Linked DNA regions of Mus musculus: regions 2, 3 and 4 are each linked to region 1. A link is a contact called in public Hi-C and HiChIP or PLAC-seq data. All regions are on one chromosome and are shown on one strand. The core of a region is the stretch at or near the end of the contact, and the rest is flanking DNA. Distances in the headings are between cores, read along the strand shown. Region 1 overlaps Nubpl (nucleotide binding protein-like). Region 2 has its middle 13 kb from the start of Gm35135. Region 3 overlaps Gm35239 (a long non-coding RNA gene). Region 4 has its middle 35 kb from the start of Gm40423.

What was found. Hi-C and Micro-C count contacts between places; a contact is called where the count stands out from the background. HiChIP or PLAC-seq counts read pairs in DNA pulled down with a chosen protein or histone mark.
Region 2: a Hi-C map of the C2C12 cell line shows a contact between it and region 1, with 4 times the contacts expected there. The contact joins two enhancer-like sites. A contact is called at or near these places in 6 of 484 Hi-C or Micro-C datasets (the C2C12 cell line, adipose-derived mesenchymal stem cells, cortical neurons and 3 more), 19 of 115 datasets of contacts at active chromatin or transcription factors (the NIH/3T3 cell line, bone marrow-derived macrophages, cardiomyocytes and 12 more) and 1 of 9 other capture datasets (embryonic tail).
Region 3: a Hi-C map of bone marrow-derived macrophages shows a contact between it and region 1, with 17 read pairs. The contact joins two enhancer-like sites. A contact is called at or near these places in 1 of 15 datasets of contacts at CTCF or cohesin (the NIH/3T3 cell line), 2 of 484 Hi-C or Micro-C datasets (bone marrow-derived macrophages and nephron progenitors), 1 of 115 datasets of contacts at active chromatin or transcription factors (the NIH/3T3 cell line) and 1 of 9 other capture datasets (embryonic tail).
Region 4: a contact with region 1 is called in an H3K27ac HiChIP or PLAC-seq map of SST interneurons, with 4 times the contacts expected there. The contact joins two enhancer-like sites. A contact is called at or near these places in 1 of 15 datasets of contacts at CTCF or cohesin (the NIH/3T3 cell line), 2 of 484 Hi-C or Micro-C datasets (cortical neurons and uterus) and 4 of 115 datasets of contacts at active chromatin or transcription factors (SST interneurons, embryonic stem cells, microglia and 1 more).

The regions. Positions count from the first base shown.
Region 1 is chr12:52,125,344-52,128,043 of GRCm38.p6, reverse strand. The region is part of intron 3 of Nubpl (nucleotide binding protein-like); the gene reads right to left. Among named protein-coding and RNA genes, the nearest start is that of Nubpl, 29 kb to the right of the region's middle. Within about 2 kb of position 1,328, at least 29 of the 459 cell types and tissues checked have an H3K27ac peak or open chromatin away from gene starts, as enhancers often do. A contact at or near this core is called in the C2C12 cell line, SST interneurons, adipose-derived mesenchymal stem cells and 1 more, where this site is marked.
Region 2 is chr12:52,492,245-52,494,944 of GRCm38.p6, reverse strand. No RefSeq gene overlaps it. Among named protein-coding and RNA genes, the nearest start is that of Gm35135, 13 kb to the right of the region's middle. Within about 2 kb of position 1,429, at least 78 of the 459 cell types and tissues checked have an H3K27ac peak or open chromatin away from gene starts, as enhancers often do. A contact at or near this core is called in the C2C12 cell line and adipose-derived mesenchymal stem cells, where this site is marked.
Region 3 is chr12:52,627,608-52,630,307 of GRCm38.p6, reverse strand. The region is part of intron 3 of Gm35239 (a long non-coding RNA gene); the gene reads right to left. Among named protein-coding and RNA genes, the nearest start is that of Gm23296, 24 kb to the right of the region's middle. Within about 2 kb of position 1,392, at least 17 of the 459 cell types and tissues checked have an H3K27ac peak or open chromatin away from gene starts, as enhancers often do. A contact at or near this core is called in bone marrow-derived macrophages, where this site is marked.
Region 4 is chr12:52,395,308-52,398,007 of GRCm38.p6, reverse strand. No RefSeq gene overlaps it. Among named protein-coding and RNA genes, the nearest start is that of Gm40423, 35 kb to the right of the region's middle. Within about 2 kb of position 1,422, at least 97 of the 459 cell types and tissues checked have an H3K27ac peak or open chromatin away from gene starts, as enhancers often do. A contact at or near this core is called in SST interneurons, where this site is marked.

The DNA.
Region 1 (2,700 bases), core at 79-2,578:
AGACCTCAAATCCCATCCCAGTAACACACGCCTTCCAACGTCCTAATCCTTCCCAGTTGGTGATCAAGCATGAAAGTATAAGAACCTATGTGGGCCATTCTCATTCAAACCACAAGAGCCCCTACTCCCACCCCTCCTTTTCATACAGAGTTTACTTCTTTGAAAACATTGGATTCTATACTTGTCTAGCCTCTCATGCAGCTAAAAGATGGTCAAAGAATCAGTCATGGTCAGTGAAACTAGAAAGGACCAAATGAAATGTTTCCTCCATAACAAAACCAACCACAGGGGAACACACCCTTTCTCTTCTCCTTTGCAAATGACTGCAACAGCCACCCTACAAAAAATGTAGGAAGCTACCCCAGAACCCTGATATACTTGTGCTCAGTTTTTTTTATTATTATTATTTATTTATTATTTATTATTATTATTTATATTAAGAACAGACTTTTTTCATACAATGTATTCTAATATGGTTCCCCTCCCCCCACTCCTCCCATATCCTCCCTACTTCCACACCAATCCAAATCCATACCCTTCCTTTTTCTCTTTCATTAGAATACAAAAAAATCACCTAAAACATAATAATAAAATAACAATGCTATGACTTCCAGACATCTGTGATATACAAGCAAAACACCCATATACACAGAGTAAAAATTAAAATAGACAAATGTAGATGTTTATAATCAAAGCATAGAGGAGGCAGAGGCTCTTAAGAGATTTGGAAGTTCAAAACCTTCCTGAGGCTACATAGCAAGTTCAAGGCCAACAAGACCTACTTAGTAAGACCCTGTCTCAAAACAAAACAAACAAAACCACACTCCCCATTCCAGAAAAAAAAAGTCAAATTTGTGATAACAAAAATTCTAAATTCCAATTCCAAAATTCTAGCTCCCTAAAGTTTTCACTCAAACTGGAGAGAGACATGGAAGGAGATGAGTAACATATAACTAAGAAGGGACAGTGACAGTTACTATATCTCTGAAAAAGCGTAATGGAATTAGGAAAGAGAATGGAATGGTGGTTATAGAAGGCAATGGAATGGTTTTCGTCCAGGGCAACTTCTCTGAGCCCTCAGGTTAGGATCGGTTTGCTTCCCTAACACCAGGACTTCCCTTCTGTAACACAGCTTGGATGGCCTTTTTCACCACTTTACCCATAATTCCCACCACATGGTCTAATGTACATCTGCGAGTCACTAACACAGTCAAAGGAATGCCTTGTTAGTTCAGCTTAACAAAGTAACTCATAAAACCACAGGCTGTGTGATGGGATCTGCTAACTTCCCAATTCCATCAGAGCCAAAAGCAATAGTTAACCATGAGACACAAGAGGGTCATCTAGTCATCCCTGCCCTGCCACCTATGATTTACTACGGCTTCTGTCATATTTCCTGCAGTGACTCACGAGACACACACTTAACAGCTGGCTTCCGTCCTCCCTATCTAATCATGTATAAAAATAAAACATCTATATTACCCCAGTCATTTTCATAGTGCCTGTGAAAATGTCAGAGCCCTAGCCAAGGACAAGCAGCAGCCTTGCAGCCTTCTCAGAGGCAGATGTTAGCTACTCCTGATCCATTTATAGGACTTGCTTCCAAACAGGGCTATTCTTTCCTGACTTCATTTCCTCCTTGAAAAATGGTACTTAGCAGAGTAAGATTTTCAAATTTTCCTTTCTCTGATCATAATGTTTTCTTAGCAAAATAAAATCATATTTCCTTTGCGTTTGTTTTATAATAGAGGGAACAATTTCTCCTAGCACACTACTTTTGAAATGATCTGATACACAAAACATAAAAATGGGGCAATTTTTTTAAAGAACTGAATTCACAAGCCCTGTGGAATGAAGATTGTAAAGACAAAACTGGGAGCTGATCAAGCTGGTTTTTATTAAAAGGATAAAAACAAATAGTGCTAAGTTCCTGCTCACGGCCTGTGAAGCAGTGCTTCTGGGAGTCCTGCCTAGCATTTGCACACACTCTCCACCCTGTCCATCCCACCAAGGTGGTGTGGTCTTCCCTCTGAAACTTAGTCCTCTGGAAAAGAAGAGAGGCAAGGAATCTAGCTTAAAAGCCTCTGCTGATAAAGAAAAGAGCAAGCACAAGTCTCTCCCCAAACACCTTGCCCTGGAGAGAAGCCACCTTTCGTCACACACAGCTGGTTTGCTCACTAGAATACTCTGTTCGTGATCAAGGCCCTTCTATCCTATTAGCACTGGCATCTATTCAGTTCCTAATTGTCTCTGCCAAGGTGGTACTTCCAGTCTGTGTGCCACTGGGGCGCAATCCCTCTAGTCAACACTCAATCCATCCTGACCCTTTAATTCCTCAAAGAAGACGGAAAATAAAATAGCTTGCCACTATTTTAAGCCAAAGAAAGTAAGGGAATTAGGCCCGGAGAGATGGCTCAGCGACTAAGAGCACTGACTGCTCTTCCAGAGGTCCTGAGTTCCATTCCCAGCCATCACATGGTGGCTCACAACCAACTGTAATGGGATCCGATGCCCTCTTCTGGTGTGTGTGAAGAGAACTATAGTGTACTCATATACATAAAACAAATAAATCTTTAAAAAAAAGGAAAAGAAAGTAAGGGAATTAATAATAATAATAATAATAATAAGGAATACAACTGTTTAAAATCCATTAGGATATTTTAAAACCCATGTCAATTTTTTTTACATCATTAACAACTT
Region 2 (2,700 bases), core at 180-2,679, 370 kb before region 1:
AGAATCACTGATTTATAGATTCAGAAACTCTCCCCAACTCTACTTTAATTCTACCAAACTGACTCAAATCTTACTTAGTTCTAGTGTTTGGGCAGGGCAGGGGGGTGTTTTGTTTGAGTTGTTCATTTTATGTGTATGTGAGTGTTTTGCCTACATGTATGTGCACCATGTGTCTACCTGATACACATGGAGGTCAGAAAAGGGTAACGGAGACCCTGGAACTGGAGGTAAGGATGGTTTCGAACCACCATGTGTGTGCTGGGAATCAAACACGGTCCTCTGTAAGACAGGCAGCTGCTTTAATTTCTGAGCCATCTCCCCAGCACTGTGGTTTTGGTTTTTGTTTAATTTTGTTGAGAATTCTGGTTTTTCACATTTTTATTTTTGTTGTGTGCGTGTTTGTTGTAAGACAGAGCATTGTGCTGTAGCTGAGGGTGACCTGAACCACAAATGCCTCCTGTTTAGGCTCCTGAGTGTTGGGACTGTAAGGTGCATCACACGCCCAACATGGTGGGAGCTGATAAGCTGATTATAGGGAAATAGTTTTTAGTTTACCTTTAATTACTAGAATAATGTTCTACATAGAGTTTTGCATATTCAGAAAATTCAATTATGACTTTAATTTGTATAGAAATATGAATAATTAAATAACCTGGAAGAAAAGAAATGGAAACATTAACAGTGGCCACGTCTGGGTCTAAAACGATGTGCTCCTGTTCTGTGCCATATGTATTCACGGATATTTAAACTTCCTTAGTCTTGAAAATAACAGGAGATGATTTGTAACACTGTGCATTGCAAATCACATCTGCCTACTTAAAACCTCCTTTGAAATATATTTACTTGGACAGTATAATCCACACAGGGTTTGAGTCTTGGGTCAACTTTTCTTTGGCGCACTACTCTGAGTCATCCTCTCATTGAATAGCCATTAATTCCAACCCTCTGTGTGCCAGTCTGTGATTCTGCCATCATAGGAAAGGAAAGGCATGAATCCTGCTGGCGACATGTTCATTTTCTGGTTTTAGAACTAGTAAGATGTAGGGCTATAGATTATGGCTTTTGGTGAGGAACAAATACATCTCTCAATTTCTGTCACACTCTAATAGCTTCATCACTCATGGTTTCTCGTTTTCAATACAACAGGCACAATACGGTCTTTTGGAGATTGAAAAATGCGAAGGATGATAATTTCTCCTCTAGCAAACTGACCGCTGGTTTACCCAAATAACTTGTGTGCCGAGGGCACTTTCAAAGCACACAGTGTGAATGTTAAAGGCCCTCTGAATGAACCCCGTTGTTTCCCTCTCCTATTGTCAGATATGTAGTCTCGTGGTTTTGAGTTTTGGCAGTCTTCAGGTTAGGGCCATGCCGCCCAGAGGAATAGAGGCCACTCCGAGACTGAGTGAACTCTTGTTTTAACTGGCATATAGCTGTTTTTATTTGGGTTTCTGTGGAATCTGGAAGCCTGCAACTCATCCAGAATAAGGGCATTCCACAAATTCCATTTCATAAAAGCCAGTCACTCTCTCAGACACTGTTTCAGTTTCCTTCAATGTAACTAAACTTTTAGCAGACATTCCAGGGAAAGTGATGGAGGGAGGAGCCTTAAGATAAGCATTACTCGGGATTCTGGCCCAGTCCGTCCTCCTGAGTGTGTTGATAGTATTAGCCGCAGAATCATAGCAGTAAAGGAAATAACAACCAAAATATATTTAAACAGTTAAAATGTCAAGTCAATTAGAGGAATTCACAAAATCCCAGAATTTAAAAAAAAATAAATTTATATATACCAAATGATCTAACACAAATGAGATTCAAGCTTCCTCGGCAACCTGTACTTTCTCACGTTGTTTAAATAGAAACCAGGTTTTGTGCATGGTCAAATTTTTTAGCCTAAAAAAATTTTCATTTTTTTTTTCTTTTAAAGCAATAATTTAATTGGAACTCAAATGCTTTAGTTGTTGCTATAGTTTCCCCCTCCCCGCTTCCCCTATGAAACAGGGTCTCCTGTAGCCCAGGCTGTGCTCCAACTTGCTAGTAATTTAGGATTATCCTGAGCGCTAATCCTCTGCCTGGATTTGGCAAGTGCTGGGATTACAGGCTTGTGACACCAGGCCCAGTGGAACAGAAATAGTCTCCACATGTGGGGTCTGTCTGTCTCCCTGTCCTTCTGTTGCTTCTCTATGTGTCTGTCTCTCTCTGCCTCTCTGTCTCTCTGTCTCTTCCTATGTAGCCTGGTTGGCCTCAAACTCACCCAGTTTTAGTTTCATTTTACCTGCCTCCACCTCCCCACAGGCTGGGATTAAATGCCTGTGCCACCACACCCAGTCCCAAGGTCTCTCCTTTGATTGGAGATAAGGAACATATACTGGGTGAACATCAGACCTACAGAGGAAATGAGACCTTCTGATGTCCAGTTGCTTTGTGGATAAGCAATGAGCGTTGTGTCCTGACATCCTTCTTCAGGCTTCTGAGGAGAAGGGAGTCTCCTCAAACTGTTCTCAGTCACACACACCTTTAACTCTGTGAGACGGTCACAGACTGACTTGTGCTGCTGTCTCCTCGCCTTTGTGTAATTTAATAAAAATGGCTGCAAGTGTACGAATCCGAGCTGAGGTAACTGCAATGCTTCTGCTCGAGAAGGAAAGTGTTTATTTAAATCTCTGAAAGACACAGTGTGGGATCCACATGGGATGA
Region 3 (2,700 bases), core at 143-2,642, 500 kb before region 1:
AATTTTGTCTAATCAAAAGCCTGTGCTCTTTAAAATAACAATAGGTTCTCTCCAGCATCAGCCAAAACCACCTTTAAACAATAATTTATTTAATCATCACAAAAGTCCTGGGAAAGAAGTTTTATTTTTACCATAGCCATTACACAGATAAACAAACTAAGGAGCAGAGAGGTCCAACAACTCCCTAAACTTGCAAAGGTCTGTGCTGGTGACGTTAAGATTCAAACCCAGGCAAGCTGGTTTAAGCATCCACAGAGGGTTTAACTACTACACATAATGTCCTCTTTCACTCTCTGCAATTTATTGTTTTCTATTTTCACTCATATGCACCTAAGACTTGGCCAGCGATTGTAGAATGATAAGCAGTATTCCCTTGGTGACCAGCAATACTAGAACAATATAAGAAAGCCATCACCAGAATATAAGTGATATACATGGAGCACCAGGGGGACCTAAGCACTAGGAAACAACAGAAGACTTCCCTCAGCACCAAAGGTGAGATCAGATAGGGATAAGCAAAGGTGCGTAAAGGGACTGAAGATGCAGAAGGTGACCTCCCAAAACACACTCAAGGCCGCTGTGTATGTGTGGGTTCATTTAGTCTTCCCATGAGGCATCATTAGTTAACAGGCAAAGACAATGTGGTATGTAAAGTTTAACAATTGATCCAAGGTCACACAACAACCTAGTGTCCGAGCTAAGTTTGTGACATCTGCTTCTTCATGATACCCTTTCTTTAAACCTGGAAGCTTTTCATGGAGGTAAACACAAACTAAACCAGCCAGGGTACTGGGCGAGCACTGACAGAGCTAGGAAAATTTAACGCTTTCTTGGCTCCTTACAGCAGCATCCTTTGTCTTCCATCTCCCAGAGGAATAAGTACATTTCCAACCTAGAAGACTCTTCCCTGATGGGTTTCTTCAGCAAGCAAGGTTCTTCTCAGCAGACTGACCTATTATGACATCGTGTTCAAGTACAGAACAGCTCTCAAGAGCCAGTCAAGCTTGTCATGGAAAGACCAGACTCTTTTGGAATCAGGTGGCGAAGATGCAGATAGGGGGCCCTAGAAGACCCCTAATGCCAAACTCCTTGTTAGAGGGAGAAAATCCCAGAGTTGAGTGAGGGGTGTCCAAGGCTGTACATTCAGCACCCCAACCCCCCAAAACTCTGAGCTCCATGAGCGTGCTTTAGCAAGCAGAGATCTGAAATTCCTGCAACAGCTTGGGGAGGAGGTAACTAAGGATCTGCCTTCCCACAGAGTCCGTCTTTAGACTCCAAAGCTGCTAAGACGAAAAAAGAGCAAATCTGTTTTGTTAGCAAGGTTCAGGATTGAGTCAGGCTTTGTGTTGTTAGGGAAAGGGTAGGAGTGGAAGGCCATCCAAGTGTGAATCACCAGCTCTTCATCAGCAGAGTGGGCTGTTGGGGGAAGTATATCTTCTCCAGACCTTGTGCTTGCTCTCTTCCCACTACTGGGGGAAAAGGGACTTTGATGTTACAGCACCCACTCGACTCCTCTTACGGCATGCCTTTTGCAGTCCCCACTGCCTATAACAGAGACAAATATAGCTGCTTTGATGCTTCAGCCACTGTGCCCTTAGGTAACCCTTTAAGTAGATTCAACATAATAGATCTAATCGCTCAGACAAGAACCTGCTAGTCAAACAGTAAAAGAAGCATCCATTACTTCACTGTCAGAATGTTTAAAAGAGTATCGAGGTCATCGCTCATCAAGCCTCCCTCTGGGAACAGATTTAGTCCACTGCTCTTCGTGAGGCCAAAAGGACTGCACACCACCTTTCATTACTATCTCCTGCCAGTCTTCAGTTCTGCTCTCACCGATCATCACATTAGGCAGTAGCCAAAAGACATAACCTTTTAAAAAACGCACTTACCTTAATGTTCTCAGAGTATTTATAGGTCACTTGCTTTGCTGGCTAGTATTTGTGAACTTGCACAATAAATAAAGAGGTTTTTGGTTTTTGGTTTTGTTTTTTTTTCTCATTTTCTGTAGCATTAGGTAAAAATCATCAGAGATCAGAACCCAAACAAATGTAATGACCTTCAGACTGTGTCATTGGCACAGTACTGTTCACACTGGTTTTCTTACCCACTCCCCCAATATAAGACTTTATTGATCATGAGCAATCTAAAATATTTGGGAACATAGAAACTAGATGATTTAAAGGTGGAGAAACTATAGCAGTCCCCTTTTCTTTAAAGTCTTTCCCCCAAACTCATTCCCTGTGTGTACATAATGCCTCTCTGACCACTCATGGTTAGTCTTCTTTACATATCTATATCTGTGCCTAGGTTTCTGCAGACTTGCACTCCCTCTTTCTTCCTCTCTGCCTCCCCATCTATAAATTGCCTTACAAGCTTCTCAAGGTCAGTATGTAGAAGACAGAACTCCTCATCTCCCTCTATCATCTCCCACGTTCTATCATCTCTCATGTTCTTCTGTATCTATTTTTAGCACTACCTACTATCATTGTTCAAATGAATCTGCAAGTCAAGTCCCACCACTCCTCTTCACTCAAGGTCCCTCACATCCAACCAATGTTAAAGACTTCCTTCTTGGATATATCTGTGTGTCTTGACTCTCATTGCCAATATCCCAGTTCAAATCAAAATTATAATTCCCCAAATTGCCCTGCCATTTTTGTTCCAACTGGTTTCTCTGTCCCTATTTATATTCTTCTA
Region 4 (2,700 bases), core at 173-2,672, 270 kb before region 1:
CCATCCAGTCCAGGTCTTCACAGAAGGCCCCATGAGTCCCCACTCAACTCCTCAGACATCTTTTAAGTAGGAAGTGTCTGCTTTCTAGAAGCTCTGAGTCTTCCTGTCCTCCCACCAGCCCTTTCCTCCTGGAGTTGCCAAATACAGCACTTAGCTGTGCTGGCCTCTACAGTTTCCCCTCCCCTGGGGTACTCATATCTCAGAGCACTTTACAGCCAGTGGGCCCCCAGGAAGTGAACTCCTGCCTGCCTCCCTACTAGGCAACATCTCCCAACAGGGTCCCTCTGTTCTCCTGCCTGATGTCCATTTGGCCCACGTGGAAATTCCCATCTGTTTGCAATTGGTTTTGTTCTGCAGGAGAGAGGTGGGTGTTGGACAACTGGGTTGCATTTATCAGGGTCATTCAGGGTCTGGTTTGGAGGGAAGGTTGGGGGCCAGATGTGGAACACTTCTAGAGGCTAAAAAGTATAACCTGTGGAGTTTAGAAGATTGTTTGGAGGGTTTTTGATTTTGGTCATAGAAGGAGTTGAGGTCAGATACCACAGCTGAGGGCAATTCCACATGAACGCTATGTGTCCCCTCAAAGACAGATCCAGTCTTCCAGAGAGAAAGTAGAGGTTGGGGCCCTGTGTCCAGGGCATACCTGCCTTTCCAGCTGACTTAACCCCTCAAGTGAGGATACAAATTTGGCATAATTTCATAAGTCCACTGAGGAACACACTGCGGGAATTCGTGGACTAACTTTTCAGATTTATTTTCACTATAAATTATGGATTTCTTTTTAAAGCAATGTCTTTATTGAGATATACTCTCTATCCAATAAAAGACCCTCTAAACTTTGTAATTTAGGGTAAGGGGTAGACAGTACTCGCCTAGCTTGCACAAAGTCCTGGGTTTGACCCCCAGCTCTGCTAAAGTATATGATACAGGGGATTTGGGTATTTGTAGAGTTGGGCAAATATTACTTCTCTAATTTTAGAATATTTGTATCATTCTACTCTAAACATTCTGTAGCCATTTATCCCAACTTCCCACTCTCTTCCCTGAGTCCTCAGAAACCAACAACCTGCCTTCTGTTTCTGACCACAAGTTTCTGGCCACCACCCAGTGACTTTAGGTATCCCCGTAGACAAACGCAAAGCCAAATGTGCACCGGGATTGATCACACTCCTCAGAAACCATTGCTGTGTTTCTCAGGCTCTAGCAAACCCAGCCTCATTCTCCCTATCACTGAAAAGAACAGATGGCTGAAGCCGTCTCCAGGCCAAGGCTGTGCCTCTGTATTGCCAAACATGCTGATGAGCCCTGTAACTCAGCCCGGAGTCACTAGGAAAACAAATGCGGAAATACCTGGACAGCGCCAAAGCAGCACAGGCATTTCCCAGCTCTCCCGCCACACCACGTTGCAGCTGCATGGGTGACTCCTGACACAGTGACCCTTAGTGGAAATGGGTCTGTGCATGCCAGATGACTCAGGGTCAGGACTGGCCTGAGTGGACTGGCAGTGCTAAGAACGGGCAGCGGTGCTGATTTCAGATGAAGTTCCCAATATGAGTAGGTGAAGGGGCTGGAGCCCGAGGCCTCAGGGCTAGGGAACAGATTGTTCATGAGCTAAGTAGACAGCTAAGCACTTAACACGAGGAGCACAGGGAAGCAGCAGCATGGACCGCAGGAGGCTGAGAGCTGCCGCCACCTCGCTTGGGAACAGCAGCCAGTTCAGGGGCTGCTTGCTGCTTGGAAGCATTTTTACAGGCACAGAGGATCTGTGGCACTCTGAATTGAGAATCCCTGATGGAACACAACTGGGCGGGTGTAGATCTTCCTGCAGCAGCTCAGCCTCTTCAGAAAAGGAAAACGAGTGAAGAAAACATTTGTATTTCCAAGAATACCATAGCAGCTTCCCTTGGAGGGAACACTTCATGATACAGCTATAGTACTTGTTAGCATGTGACTTTTCCAGCCCAGAGCATGGGCTTCTGCAAGGAGAGTCTGTGTCGTTTCATTTTTATAAGCTTGGCATATAGTAATTACCAGTAAAGCCTCATTTATTGGGTGAAAAATTTCAAGTATCTATTTCTAACGTTTTTTTCCCCCAAAGAACTCTGTAGCATTAAAAAAAAATCCTTCCTCCAAAAATCACTGTATTAAGAAGGGCAGTTAAAATAAAGTGCAAATGTGTGCTTTTAAGCATGCTATTCTTATCAAGGAAGACACAGTGCTGTGCGATGCATCCATGAGGAGAATCTGTGAGCTGAATAAAGATGTTTAAAACCATAGAAGACTGGATCTAAGACCATAGAGCCAGGCCCTTAACAACAAATACCTGGAATACATGTGAGCCCTCCCTTCCACACCTAGGAAAGACGCTGCCAATCATGTCTGGCTGTTTCCCACCAAATGTAGGCTTAAGTGTAGACTCGTCACCAGCACTTTTTCACAGGACTGTTCCTGGGTGGTTGGTGAGGAAACATACACAGTAACTTGTCAGCCCAGGACAGACAGGACCTTGAAACCCCTTGAGGTCATCTTGGGGGGTGGGGGTGGGGGGTGGGGAAGGGCACTTGAGAGGAGCCTACTGGACTCCTGAGATGCACAGCCTGTTGTCTGCATGCAGAGTGACTTTATTCTAATTCAAGGACTCCTGCTGCGACTGGATCTGAGGCCCAGACAGGCAAAGGTCCGGCTTATCAAGAGATTCAA